Regions from separate parts of the Mus musculus genome. Here regions 2 and 3 are each linked to region 1. Evidence: chromatin contacts called from public Hi-C and HiChIP or PLAC-seq data. All regions are on one chromosome and are shown on one strand. Each heading gives the region's core, a stretch centred on a gene start, on an enhancer-like site or on the middle of the called end of the contact. The rest is flanking DNA. Distances are from core to core; before and after follow the strand shown.

The links. A called contact is a pair of places that touch in the nucleus more often than the background predicts. HiChIP or PLAC-seq counts read pairs in DNA pulled down with a chosen protein or histone mark.
Region 2: an H3K27ac HiChIP or PLAC-seq map of hepatocytes shows a contact between it and region 1, with 5 times the contacts expected there. The contact joins two enhancer-like sites. A contact is called at or near these places in 6 of 484 Hi-C or Micro-C datasets (the AML12 cell line, bone marrow-derived macrophages, granulocyte-monocyte progenitors and 2 more), 14 of 115 datasets of contacts at active chromatin or transcription factors (the HPC-7 cell line, bone marrow-derived macrophages, embryonic stem cells and 8 more) and 1 of 9 other capture datasets (embryonic stem cells).
Region 3: a contact with region 1 is called in a Hi-C map of bone marrow-derived macrophages, with 27 read pairs. The contact joins two enhancer-like sites. A contact is called at or near these places in 1 of 15 datasets of contacts at CTCF or cohesin (large pre-B cells), 6 of 484 Hi-C or Micro-C datasets (the G1E-ER4 cell line, bone marrow-derived macrophages, extraembryonic endoderm stem cells and 2 more) and 19 of 115 datasets of contacts at active chromatin or transcription factors (acute myeloid leukemia, bone marrow-derived macrophages, embryonic basal ganglia and 12 more).

The regions. Positions count from the first base shown.
Region 1 is chr13:37,451,188-37,453,887 of GRCm38.p6, forward strand. No RefSeq gene overlaps it. Among named protein-coding and RNA genes, the nearest start is that of Gm4035, 17 kb to the left of the region's middle. Within about 2 kb of position 1,379, at least 268 of the 459 cell types and tissues checked have an H3K27ac peak or open chromatin away from gene starts, as enhancers often do. A contact at or near this core is called in acute myeloid leukemia, bone marrow-derived macrophages, granulocyte-monocyte progenitors and 6 more, where this site is marked.
Region 2 is chr13:37,714,620-37,717,319 of GRCm38.p6, forward strand. No RefSeq gene overlaps it. Among named protein-coding and RNA genes, the nearest start is that of Gm40918, 19 kb to the right of the region's middle. Within about 2 kb of position 1,327, at least 44 of the 459 cell types and tissues checked have an H3K27ac peak or open chromatin away from gene starts, as enhancers often do. A contact at or near this core is called in bone marrow-derived macrophages, granulocyte-monocyte progenitors, hepatocytes and 5 more, where this site is marked.
Region 3 is chr13:37,738,892-37,741,591 of GRCm38.p6, forward strand. No RefSeq gene overlaps it. Among named protein-coding and RNA genes, the nearest start is that of Gm40918, 5.5 kb to the left of the region's middle. Within about 2 kb of position 1,375, at least 27 of the 459 cell types and tissues checked have an H3K27ac peak or open chromatin away from gene starts, as enhancers often do. A contact at or near this core is called in acute myeloid leukemia, bone marrow-derived macrophages, hepatocytes and 1 more, where this site is marked.

The sequences.
Region 1 (2,700 bases), core at 129-2,628:
CCAGCTTGAGTTAATAATTGAAAGTGGTGAAATCTTTAAGAGGTGGATCCTGATAGGCAGTTAAGCTGTTGCATGAGGTTATTAGATTTTAGGTGGTTGCTGGTTTGGTTTGGTTTGGTTTGGTTTTTGCTTCCTGGTCACTAGGAGACCGGCAGCTTCATCAGCCACATGCTCAAGTTCAGCAAAACCAAGTGACGATGGACTGAAATCATGGACCAACGTAACCTTTTGCTTGTTATAAATTCATCAGCTCGGGTGCTCTGTGATGGTAATGGAAAGCTGACAGATACACAGATGGTGGTTAAGTGCCGTGTGCTTGTAAGGAGGTTCTAAGGATGTGGCCTTGGATCTGAGCAGCAATGTCTGAGAAAGCAAAACTCATGAGGTAACCAGTCTGAGGACAAACCTGGAATCTAGTCTTCAGCATTGCAAGTCCGATTTCTAGCTTAGTGGCTCAGGGCACTGAATCAGGCTCTTGGCAGGGGTTTTGCACAGCATTGACCCGGCACCCTGTGAGATCAGAAAGGGGAAGTGCTAGGCTGAGACCCATGCAGAGATGAGATGCTCTCATGAAGGAAGTGGGAGGAGAGCTGGCAGCTTGAGGGAGAAGCCAACTTACTGAGAGATGTTTTGTGATTTAGAAAAAGACATAAGGCAATTTTTTTTAATTGAAAAAAAGAGAAAAAGAAAAATCCATTGGTGAGAAAAAGACCAAAATGTACAGAGAAAGAATCAAAGGGGGAGGGGGGGTCATCGTTTCAGAGGAGATGGTCAAGGAGGGTAGAAATCCAGCCATGGGAAGATGTTTATTTTCTAAGAAAGGAGAAGGAGGCAAACTGGGAAATGTGGAGAATGTCAAGGATGGGGGCAGGAAATGCAGGAAGCTCGCAACAGATGGCCTCAATCTTCTAAGTGAGAAAAGAGGCAGCAGTTAGCTGGGTGCCGATGGGAGACTGGACTGGAGGCGTCCCTAATGGCCACGGGGGTCTGGGCTGGGTCCTAGGCTAGCCACAGCTGCACTTCTCAAGCCTGCCTGTAAACGGAGTGGCGAACAGTGTGGCAGTGCAGATTTCCAGACTTCTCCCTCGAGACGTGCATTCTGCAGAACTGGGGTGGCCCGAAATCTATGTCATCAGGTTGGGCTCGGAGAACACTTGCCTCTTTAGAGAAACTGGCCAGTGTGAGAACCGTTGCTCTCAGGAGACCCATAAACAACTGGGAAGCGCGACCCTGAGGGATCGCTTTGAATCCCTGCCTCCGCCAAACTCCTCCACCAGGAAGCTGTAGGGAAGAAAACCAGAGGTGGGGGTTAACTGTGTGCCTGTGTATCTATCCAGGAGGGAGGAGTCTAACCAGGTCTGCCCTGGAAGGCGAGGTATATCCGGAAGGGAGTGATCTAGCTAAGGCAGCAGAGCCTAGCAAATAGGGTGTGGCCTGGCCAGGGGGGTGGAACTGAGTCAGAAGGCAGAAAACATGGTCTCTAGCACGGGCGGCGAGGGAGTCCAGTGAGGGATGGTGTCTAGCCAGGAAGATGGAACTGAACCAAAGGAGGACAGACAGGTCTATGAAAGAGAACGGTCTCTCCAGAGTGTTGTGTTTGGAAGTCTGGAATGTTGCATTCACCATGCTTGACCTTGGACCACCCATAGCAGAGACCAAAGGCAAGAGAGTTCTGCTAGGCTATGGGCAAAGTCAAGACAGAGGAGCCAGGAGAGATGGAGAAGTGGGGAGGAGATGGAATCTCGGACTTGGGGGATGGGATAGGCAGGTAGTCCCCATCAAGCGAGGGAGGGCATACCCCCATGAGCACACTGCTTAGATCAATTGCATCTTGCTAAGGTAGAAATTTAGTGTAGGGGGAAATTAGATTTATATGGCAATAAACACATTCTACTGATTTGTAAGAAATGGAGAAAAAAGTCACCACCACCACCAGGCAGCATCAAAAGCTCGCAAAGATTTTTCTGAAGCTGTTTCCCAAGATTCATGTCTTTCTATGATGAGGCCCGTTTAAGAAAACGAGCTGAGACGATCCTTTGGCTTAGGAAATGGCTACCTGGCTTGATTCCGCAGACCTTTGGTGGACCTCCTTCCCAGCACCTCTGCCTTATGGCCTCAAGAGGGCGCTGCTCCACTTCCTAAACTCCCCAAAGGCAGCTGATGCCCTTGGGAGGCCTCGCCCTCAGTGTTCCTGCAGACATTTAAAGGGGAACACGCACAGAAAGAGACAAAAAATACAGTTTAACGCCTTAGCCTCTTACACGTGGTCCTCACAGGAACAACGGTAACACCAACTAGGAGCTTGCAGAATACGCCACGCCCCCACCACTGCCCCGACAGGCTTCTGTTTGAAATTATCAACATCTTAACGAGGTTCTCCTGGGACCTCTCTATACAAATCCACTTTAGAGAAGCAATGGCCTCGCCAACAAGGTGCTATTTCTTGATTATCTGCCCTTTCTTCTCCCCACCCCCCACCCCCCAACAACTTGGGCACTGCCTCTATAGCAGCCATCCCCAAGAACATTCTCTCAGACCTTACCACAGCTTAAACTCAACATTTAGTCTGTCCTTTCCAAGAGGAAGGTGCTTCATTTTAAGAAGCTAGGGTTTTGTTTTGGTTTTTTGTTTCTGTTTTTGTTTTTTTCTTAAGAATTATAAAGTTATTTTTGCTGTGACTTTAGTTACTTTTCTTGTGGC
Region 2 (2,700 bases), core at 77-2,576, 260 kb after region 1:
ACACTTTTCTTCTCACCCCACTGTGCCTCTTGCCAAAGTGAAATTAAAAAAAAAAAAAGTGAGATTACATTACCCACTGTTACAAATGTCACATATATGAAGAAGTAACAAGAGACAGAGTAGGGTCTACTAGTAGTAATGGCACTGTCCTAAATGGAGTTGCTCATCTGCTTCCTGAGATGCCTTTAAACCTAAAAGGATACAGAAAGGCTGAAATGAGTTTGGGTATGTAGGCTAGGGACAAATATCCTCCTAACTTGCAGCATGGAAAACTTCAGTCAGTTCAAAGAAAGCCACTGTGCATCCTTGGGCTAAAGAATCCAGAGGAGGAGGAAGGATGGTGGCAAGCACGACAGAGGGGTAGTGCAGAGAAAAAGGAGAACTCTGGGCAGAAGCAAAGGGTGGAAACGCCTGCCAGTGCCAAGCAAGTATCAGCCCTGACTTTGCAAAGCTGGAACTCCCAGCACTTGTTCAGCTGAAACACGTCTGGGTGCTCTGCATGGTGAATGCAGGGCAATCACCTTGTGATTCACACTGTCGGTCCACAGACAGCTTGGGCAGGAAGGAAAATCATCTAAAATCTCTGGAGGAAAAAACAAACAACCAAGAGTGCACACTCAGAGCACACAGCCAGATGAGCAAACAATAGGACGACCCAATCGTTGTCACAAACACTGTCAACCTCTGCCCCTGGAGCAGAGGGGAGCCCCCGTGGAGAGACCAAGCTCTCTGAATCACACTGCCTTCTCCAGGAGTCACGGTGTCTCACTGGATGCCCAGCCCCTGTTTATACACAAGAACTAACCCACAGGCCATGGCACCCTTTGCAGCCTGGGCCAGGTACAGTCAGAGCATGCCTGTAGTCTAGTAACCCCTGCTTGGGGGCCCAGATCCTGTGACTCCCACATACGCACACAGAATCCTGATTGCGACAGTAGGTTAAAGTTCAGAAACTGCCTGGTGCAAATGTCCCAGGGATCAGCTGCACCTTCGCTGGCAGATAACCCCAGTTAGCAGAGAAAGCACTGAGCAGTGCTTCTGAGCCATCCTTCCTTCCAGCAACCTGGCTCATGAAGGTCCCTAACCAGTCTTTCCAGTACTGATCCCCCATTACAGCTGGATTAATGGAATCTTAATTTTTTTCCCAAAATAAACAATGATTCCCATGCTCTACTGTCCAGCATCACCGTCTAACTAATTTGTAGTAAAAAATAAACCACTGGCCATCTGCTTAAAAGTAAGGGCACAGACGACTATCTCTCCTTCCAGATTGCTCTCCGAAACGGGGTTTGGGATCCACCAAGCAGACCCGAGACATATTGACTTACTGAGTCAGCCCTGAGCCCCAGTGTTGGCAAGGAGGAAATGGATTGTGAACTCTTTCTAGGGGACCTGAGCTTTGTCCTCTAATCAAAACGTTCACCGAACCAGAATCTTTAATGAAGCTCCTGTAGCAGGGGGCCCATCAAAACACACATAGGGAGGATTTGTGCCCAGGGCTAACTGATTTGGAGGAAGCAGAAATGAGACCCCCCCACCCCCACCCCAAATGAGAGCCATGCTTTCATTAGACCTAGCAACAGGTTTCAAAGGCAAAAAGCAAACCCTAGCAGCAAAGAACAAAAAATACCTTTGTTGGCCCCAAGACAACTCAGTGCGGTCCCACGTTAGGTGGAACATGACAAGAAACTCAGATTCCTGGGAGGAGTGAAGGATGACGCAATCGATGTGGGCTGTGGGTTTGGATGAGGATCATGGGACAAAGGACTTGAGTAGGATTTGAATCGGAACGGAAAGCAGCTGTGGTTTCTCAGGTCTTCACCTACCCTCTCCAGCCTGTCTCCTTACACACAGTCCCCTGGGCTATCCCACCCACAGCTTCAACTGCTACCTGCATAGCATGACTCATAAACCTTATCTCCAGACCTGCCTCTGGATCCTAGGCTCCCGGATCCAACACTGCAGTCATTTCCTTCATTGTCCCAACTAGCTACCCAAATTCACCACTCTTATCCTCTTCATCCTGGGCACCTACCAAAACGTGATGCTCAAACAACCAGACAGCCTGGGCTCTTCCCAACTTCCTCTTCCTCACACACACCCAAGACCAACTGGCTACATTGTCTAATTGTCTCCTCCCCTCTCCAGCAACCATTCCATCTTAGACCCAGGCCCTTACTATTTCTGTTACCTTTTACCCAGTCTCCCAGACTCTAGCCTTGGTGCCCTGTCATAGCAGGTGGGTCTTGTTAAGCCAGCCTTCTGCAGAAGGCACCTGTGCTCCTGAATTGCACATGAAACCCTCTGTCTCAAACAGATCTGCAAACAAAAAGGCCAAGGCTTTGCCCCCAAGGCCCTGAGCTTTTTGTTTGTGGAGCATTTTTAAATGAGGACTTTAAGAGTTCACCATGTTCTTAGCAAGACTAGTTAAGAGGTGAAGCTGCCAGATGGTGTGTGTTGTAAATGACACCCATAGATAGGCCACCCAGTAACACCTGATGTGGAATACCACCCTCGGGCACCCTGCTTCCTGCTCCTGCTTCCTGCTCCTGCTTCTACTCACCAGTAACTGACTTTGGCTCTCCTCAGGAGACTTTCAAGATGAAGCCTATGGTACTTCTAGCCTCCAGCTTAGAGTTCCACTCAGGTTTGGACCATTTGAGGGCAACTGAATGGATACCCCCTCCACCACCACCACCC
Region 3 (2,700 bases), core at 125-2,624, 290 kb after region 1:
CTCGGTTAATGAATTAACCTCTTAGGGTTTTGCTGCTGTGAAGAGACACCATGAGCAAAGCCACTCTTATTAAGGAAAACATTTACTTGGGGCTGGGTTACAGGCTCAGAGGGTCAGTCCATTATCATCAAAGCTGAAACATGGCAGCACCTAGGCAAGCATGGAGCAGGAGGAGCTGAGAGTTCATCTTGTTTTGAAGACAAAAAGAAGACTGGCTTCCAGGTAGCTAGGATGAGTGCCTTAAAGCCCACACCCACAGTGACACATTTCCTCCACCAAGGCAACATCTCCTAATGATGCTGCTATCTGGGCCAACCACATTCAAACCACCACACATTCACAATGATATTAGTGATTCTACTTATTTAAGGTGTCTGGACTGGGTCACTTTACAGATGTGATGGACTGATGAGACAGCTCAGTGGGCAAAGTGCTTGCTGCTAAGCCTAATGAAGTGAGTTCTCGTCAGGACCCGCTTGGAGGAAGGAAAGAATCCATTCCCACAGGCTGTTCTCTGACCTCCACACAAGCACTGTAGCACGTTTGTGGACAGACACACACACACACACATACACACCAGGACTGGAAGAGATGGGCATGAGAGTGCTTGGGTTCCAGATCAGGAAATGGAAGAGCTCTGGGGACAGTTGACGGTTTTGTAACAACATTGTTCTTAATATCAATAAGTTACACTGGGCGGTGGTGGTGCACGCCTTTAATCCCAGCACTCGGGAGGCAGAGGCAGAGGCAGGCGGATTTCTGAGTTCGAGGCCAGCCTGGTCTACAAAGTAAGTTCCAGGGCAGCCAGGGCTATACAGAGAAACCCTGTCTCAAAAAACATATATATATATATATATGTGTGTGTGTGTGTGTGTGTGTGTGTGTGTGTGTGTGTGTGTGTGTTACATACTTTCAAATAATCAGATCTGAAGTGAGGGGAAGCTAAAGATATGAAAGGGTGTGGTGGGGTGTGCCTTTAATTCCAGCACTTGCAAGGCCAGCCTGGTCTAGTAACAATAGAAACTCTAACAACCAAAGACAACATTCCTCATTTCTCTTTCTCTCTAAGGCTGACAACACTGGTCTGTTTCTTCACATTGGTCTCTTCTAGGTAGCGATTAGTAGATTCATGTAGGGATGTGTGTGTGTGTGTGTGTGTGTGTGTGTGTGTGTCATGTTGTGTTTTAGTTTGCTTTCTACTGCAGTGATAATACCATGACTAAAAGCATCTTGGAGAGGAAAGGACTTATTCAGCTCACCCATGCCAGTCACAGTCCAGCATGAAGTGAAGACAGGGCAGAGACTCATGCCGGAACCTGGAGGGCGATGCTGAGACAGTGGACTTGGAGAAACGCTGCCTACTGGCTAGTTTTCTGAGGCTTATTCTGCTATTTGATAAAACTCAGGATCACTTGCCAGGGGTAGCACCACCCACAGTGGGCTGGGCCCTCCTGAGTCAATAATTCATCAAGAAAATGCCCCACGGGCAAACCTAATGGAAGCAATTCCCTCTTGCTTCCCCTGGCATTGGCATTCCCTCTTTTTAGGTGATTCTGGCTTGTGTCAAGATGTGACAAAAAACAAGCTAACTAACCAGCACACGTATGTATGTATATATGTTTGTGTGTATATATGTGTGTGAGGTGCATGTATACATGTGTGTATATTTGTGTGTTTGCATGTTATGTATATATGAACATGGGAGTGGCTTACTGTTTTTAACATAGACTTTAGTTTTCAGGCATGTTGTACTTTGTCTGACTTCCTTTTAGATCCAGGAACACTCCCGGGCTATACTTCTCATACCTCTTTCTCCATCTATCCTTTAATACTCTGGGGTTGCTTCCGCCTTTCAGCTATCGTGTGCAGTGTGCCTGAGTGTGTGAATGTTCAATGGAAATTATAAGAATCAGTGATCCCTGAGAGTCTAGAAAAATGAAGGAGGTGACCTCTCTCTCTCACTAGTTCTGAGAAATCATTTCTTTTACGGAGTCAGAAATGTAAGAGCAGGAAGTGATTATAAAACCATCATCTCTATTTATTTATAGACCAGGAAGCAGACACCGAGCAACTACACAGGGTAGTTTATAAACTGTGCGGTCTCTTGCACAGAGAGGGGGTGCTGGAAAGGACCCTTCTCCCACGAAAAATTATCTGCATGGCTTATCACACCACATACCTCAAATTCCCTGCAGTAGAAAAAATATATTAATTTAGATGAAGACACTGGCAATACTACCAGGAATCTCCCAGGAAAATATAAATAGCTCTGCAGGAAAGTCACTGCTGACCCACAATCCATTGTCTTGAAAGACTGGTTTTCCACAGAACAAGAAGCTAGAGTAGATGCTGAGGGAACAGAGCTGTACCGGTTTTGGGGGGGGGGGGGCAGGAGATGTGTCGTGTGTAATTCTGAGTGCAGATGCTCCATAGGATATGGCTGCCTCATTCAGGATCCAGGCATCTGGCAGTCACCTGTATCAAATTCGGAGGCTAAAGATGTGAAAGGGTGTGGTGGGGTGTGCCCTTAATTCCAGCACTAGCAAGGCAGAGGCAGATGGATATCTCTGAATTCAAGGCCAGCTTGGTCCATTCTAGGCTAGCTAGAGCTGTATAAGGAGATCTTATCTCAAGAAGGGACAAGAAAGAAAAGAGGCTCAAGAGGTGTGGTGGCACATACCTGTCATCCTAGCATTTGCT